Linked DNA regions of Podarcis muralis: region 1 is linked to region 2. A link is a contact called in public Hi-C data. All regions are on one chromosome and are shown on one strand. The core of a region is the stretch at or near the end of the contact, and the rest is flanking DNA. Distances in the headings are between cores, read along the strand shown. Region 1 holds the start of SLX4 (SLX4 structure-specific endonuclease subunit). Region 2 holds the start of GTF3C1 (general transcription factor IIIC subunit 1).

Region 1 (2,700 bases), core at 163-2,662, 250 kb before region 2:
CAGCAGCGCCCCCTCCCTCCAGCCGTCTGCCCAAACCAAGGAGCCCCCACCTGTTGACATGCTGCTCCCTCCGGACGGAGTTCATGGCAGAGAGGTCCTTCTGGCAGATCTGGCAGAACACCCAGCCGGCCTCCTCCAGGCTTCCCGGCTGCAGCTCCGGATGAGCAGCCCCGTGGCATCCCAAGGACTGGACTAGGGGGGAAGAAGAGAGTCAGCCCCAGGCCCCCTGGCTCCCTCAGAGCAGTGTCACCCCCGGGACACCCTGGGCAGGGGGCTGTGGTCTGGTGCCTGGGACAGTGCCTCTGTGGTGCAGGAGGAGCCTGGAAAGCATTTTCCAAGCCTCAGCTGTGACGTTTGGACAGCGACCAGCCTTGGGACCCAGACCTTCAATCCAGCAAGCAGGTTTGGGCAGGATCCTGTTTTCCTTGGATGCAAACGCTGCATCTGAGCTGGGGGGGTGAAGGATCTGCCCATTGCCAACACCACCACCCCCAACACGTCAATACTGAGCCATGGCAGGAAACGGGGCAGTCCTGACACTGACCGTCCTCGCAAGCGGGTGGCCTCCTGGCACGGTCCTCCTCCTCCTCCTTCCTGGCTGAGGCGCCTGGCAGCACCAGGGGCTCCAGGGTCACCTGCACGGATCCCTGCTCCTCCTCCGGCTGCCCCTGCCAGGGGCGGCTGCATCTTCCTCCTCCACCGCGTCCTCCTTCCTCTGCTGCTGCGTCTCCCGCTCTTGGAGGGGCTCCTGCCGGGGAAAAACCAGGCGGGCTCCATTTGCTGCTGCAGAGAGAGGAGCTGCCCCCTGTGTGTGTGTGTCCCCCAGGCCCCCCAACCCACCAGAACCCCCAGAAACAGGCTGACACACGCCCCCCCCGTAGAGCTTATTGGTACGACCCGCCTGAGCGAAGACAAAGGAAGCGGGTCATACCAATATGCGAAGCGGGGGGGAGTCCAGACGCCCCTGAAGGGGCTCCTCCGCCCCCTTCTCCGCCATCCTCGGTCTTCCCGGGGGCCTCCGCCTCGTCCCCGCGGGCAGGAGCAGGGGGAGGCGCGCGGCGGCGGCGACCCCCCTGGGGACCCCCCGCCAATTTGAGGCGCCCGCGGCGGGACTCCCGGAACTCGTCCTCCGAGTCGCCCATGGGCGGCGGAGTGCCTACCGCGCATGCGCTGCTCGCGGCCGGAGGACTCGCCATAGAGACGCAGAGCGGAGAGCGGCCGGGCTGGGAAGCGGAAGCGCCTCCCCGCCCCCAGAAGGGGTTCCGGAGGCGCCGGGTGGGGCGGCGCGGTGCATGCCGGGACCCGGCCTGGGAGCCGATGGGCGGATCCAGCGCTGCGCCGGATGATGACGCCACCGAGCCGAGACGCTGTAGTTTTTGGACTCCAATTCCCATCATCTTTAGCTAGTAAGACCAGTGGTCAGGGATGATGGGAATTGTAGTCCGAAAACTGCTGGAGACCCAAGATGGACAACACTGGACTAGATGACCCTGGGACCCCCCCTCCTAGGATTCTGCGGGTGCATCCCTCCCCATGGACTCGGCCTCGTCTCCCCTTCCAGACCCCCGGCTGGTTCTTGCCCAGGTCCAAGGGCGGCCGAGGCTTCCCTCTGGGCAGAAGTCTGGCTGCTTGACTTGCCCCTCAACGAGGCAGCTGCCTGGTGTAGCCAAGGGCCAGGCGAGCTCTCCAAGGGCCAGGCGAGCTCTGCAAAGCCCCCTCTTCACCCGGACTGGAGTGCTGCCCCTTTTGCAATGCACAGCAACTGAGAAAACTGGAAGGGGGAGTGAGAGACCCCCCGACACACACACCATGAGGAGTCTCCCCTGCACGTCACCAAACCATTCACTCACATACATTTCCCTGCCTTTCACCTGTCAAAGCAAATCCTCAAGAGAAAATAACAGCAAGAGAAAATAACAGTGACATCTCTGCAAAGGCATTGATTGCATCCGCAAAGGGAGCTCAGCTCAGGAGCCTGAGACTCCAACAAAGGAAAACAGGGAAAGTGTCAATACCAAATGTAGCAATTCGCTGATAACTGTATCCATGTAGTGGATCAATGAGAGAATGAAATTCATAGGAAATCACTCATATCAATCTTCTCAGTTCCAATGGCATTTAGGATCCAGGGAAGTGAGGTATAAGGGTGATATCCTGCCCCGAGAGTGTCAGACAGATCGCCATCTCAATCACAATGCCTACTACCCACCCCTTAGTGGGATGGTCAAGACAAAGAGGTGTATTTGACTTGACTCCGGGACCTGGAAACTGTAAATGCTTTTGTTCTGTGATGGAGTAAGTGTAAGAGACTATATTTGAGTGACAGGGGCATGCCTGGATCTCAGGTTCTACCCGAGACCACACCTTTTCTGACATATCTATGATGTCTTGATGATGCATTCTGAGAAACTTTGAAATACAGATGTAACCCATTGATCTGGGCTTATTTCTGCTTCTGTGTTGTAGCTGGGAGCCTTGTTGCAACAATAAAGATCAGGCCTCTTGGCCGCTACTTTGCTTCAATTTCTTGGCTGTACTCTTGTTTGACCTTCCAAAGTAAGCCTGCGGAACTCACTGCTGCAGGAAAAGATCTGCTCCTTGCATCTGCCATTGGGCGGTGGGAGGGGAAGTTGAGCATGCTTAGAAGCACTTGGCCTTAATTGCCAGTGCGTTTTGTGAAGAGTGTGGAGCCACTCTCTT
Region 2 (2,700 bases), core at 171-2,670:
GGTGATCCAAAATCATGTGTACAGGATAAATGTCATCTAAAGGAACAGGATCTCTCTTGGTCTCCAGTATTCCTGTTTCAAGATCAATTTCTTCATACCTAAAATGAGAAGAAGAGAATTAGTTCTTCTCAACCCCAGCCTGCCTGCCCAAGATTTGCAGCGGGTTAGTTTTTTGCTTTTTTAAAAAGCAGCTCCCCTCATTTCCTCTAAACAAACCTTTCCTCATAGGAGAGCCACTCCATCATGTCCTTGTCTCATTTTCATTACCCTTTTCTGAAGTTCCTATAATATCCTTTTCGAGGAGAGGCAACCAGAACTGTACACAGCACATCCCAAGCATGATGGCAGGGCTGGATTTAGGTTTGATGCGGCCCGAAGCTCCTGAAGGTAATGGGGCCCTTGATTATGTCCAGCTGTACTTTGTCAACAACAAACGGTCGCTGTTTTTTGCGTTGAAGATATGCTATATAGTAATTGATGGACCTAATATCTAAAGCCATTTGCACACGCAGAATGTAGGCACCCTATATATAGAAATTAGCAAACCAGTGATCTTTTAGGGAGCAGGCTAGCAGGTGGGGCCCATGACTTACATCATAGGAACCTACGCAACACAAAACACTGCTGCCGTATGTAGGTTTTATTTTATTGTTTTTTAATTTATATTTTGGAAATGTACATCCAGTTTTTTTCTTTACATTTTTTTGGGGGGGCCCAAGAGTGGGGCCCTAAGCTATAGCTTGTTTAGCTTATATGTAAATCCGGCACTGCATGATGGCAACACAGATCTGTAGAGTGGAACTCTGTGCTTCTTTCCTGGGGGTACTCAAAGGTATACAGTTCTAACACCTTTTTTCCCCTTGGAGAACTGGAGCATTGGGGGCACTAGGATACCGCCAATCTTATATCAAACTCCTTTTTCCACACCTTGGCGGAACCAGGCAAGGGGCCTCCCCAGCGTCTGCCTCCCCAGGACTAGAAACGTGAATGACACCCGAGCCCTTGGGAAGAGCTTCCTGACGGGGGTGGGGGGAGATATCCGCTCGGCTCTCCTTCCCGAGAGGCTTCTTAAAGAGAGGCTCGGGGTCGCCCCCCCCGTCCGAGGCGCCGCTGCTCCTGCAAGGGGGCTGGACTAGATGACCCCTGGGGGCCCCTCCCGGCTCACCGGTCGTAGAGGTGCAGCGGCGGCCTGGGCTGAGGGAGCAGGTAGAAGCGGAGCTGCGCGTGCGCGGCGAGGGAGGCCCAGAGGAGCTGCCGGACGTCGGGCTCGAGGGGCAGCGGGAAGGGCGGCACGCGGCCGGCCAGGCGCTCCCAGAGGGCCCCGGGAGTCACGCCGTCCAGGCCCTCCAGCGCCACCTCGCCCAGCGCGGCCCACAGCGCCTCCATGGCGCCTCGGCCGCCCTCCTTCCGGCGCGCCGGAAATGACGCGCCCCGCCTCTCCGAGCGCCGCTTCCCGCGGGGTCTCCATGGCAACGGCCCAACAGCGGCGCCTGGCAGCAGGGCGAGGAAGAGGAAGAAGAGGAGGAGGAGGAGGAGGAGGAGGAAGAGGAAGATGGAGTGAGCCCCGCCGCGCCTGCCAGGGCCGCGGCGCCCCCGGGAGGGTCCGGCGAGTGCGGGGCGACGGGGTAGGGGGCGACGGGGAAAGGGCGCTGGGGGGCGGAGGGAGGAGCCGGGGGGGGGCGGGCGGCTCCACAGACCTCCGGGCGCCCCGGACTGGCAGCCCCACCGCTGACACCACTGGCCGTGCTGGCTGCAGGGACTGGTCGTAATTAATAATAATCATCATCGTAACAATCATGATAATAATTTATTTATACTCTGGGCGGCCCCAACAGAATATTAAAAACACGATTAAAAATATTAAAAACACGATAAAAAAAGATTTGTAAGATGAAATTATTACCTATTCAGGATGAGTAATGTAATAACTTTAGGTAATGATATAACATGAATAGGAAAGAGAGTGAAATGCAGTGATGCAAAATTTAAGTTTGTAAACCATTAGGCAGGGGGGAGGGAAGTCCTTAATAATAAGATTTAATAAGAGGATATGATGTTACGCAATGTGATTATATGTAAAACTAATTAAAATTATTATTTAAAAAACTCACTATAAAACATCAGACATTAAAAACTTCCCTAAACAGGGCTGCCTTCAGATGTCTTCTAAAAGTCTGATAGTTGTTTATTTCCTTGACATCTGTGGGATGTCATTCCACTCGCTTCTCACAGTAAGGGAACCACCAGAAGGCCCTTGGATCGGGACCTCAGGGTCCAGACTGAACAATGGGGGGTGGAGATGCTATTTTAGTTATATGATTATCATTATCATTATTATTTTGACTTAGTAGTTCAACCTCACCTGCAATGGTGCACTCCCCTTTTGTCTCCTGAGACAGACAGATGCCAAACCAAACTATTGTCTGTATATATATATATATACACACACACACACAAACACACACCCTGCTTTTTCTCTCAAGGCGGTTTACACATAAATTAACAGCTACAAACGTAGAAGAAGCCCTTCCTTGATGGGCTAGGATGACCTTTGCGGTTCCTTCCAACTCTGCAGTTCTATGATTCTTTGAAGAAAAACTCCCTCTCAAAAGCCATCAAGCATTAATAGAATTAAAACCATGCAAATAATTACCATGACAACAGCATGGCACCAGCCCTTTCCTTGAAAACAGTCTGGTC

What was found. Hi-C and Micro-C count contacts between places; a contact is called where the count stands out from the background.
Region 1: a contact with region 2 is called in a Hi-C map of blood, with 2.1 times the contacts expected there. The contact joins the promoter of SLX4 here to the promoter of GTF3C1 in region 2. A contact is called at or near these places in 2 of 3 Hi-C or Micro-C datasets (blood and tail).

The regions. Positions count from the first base shown.
Region 1 is chr14:55,156,672-55,159,371 of rPodMur119.hap1.1, reverse strand. SLX4 (SLX4 structure-specific endonuclease subunit) reads right to left here and starts at 1,412. Exons shown (of 14, transcript XM_028705885.2): 1 at 932-1,412; 2 at 545-748; 3 at 51-192. The coding sequence starts at 1,397.
Region 2 is chr14:54,910,491-54,913,190 of rPodMur119.hap1.1, reverse strand. GTF3C1 (general transcription factor IIIC subunit 1) reads right to left here and starts at 1,420. Exons shown (of 37, transcript XM_028705481.2): 1 at 1,166-1,420; 2 at 1-98. The coding sequence starts at 1,386. KATNIP (katanin interacting protein) reads left to right here and starts at 1,492. Exons shown (of 26, transcript XM_028705487.2): 1 at 1,492-1,625.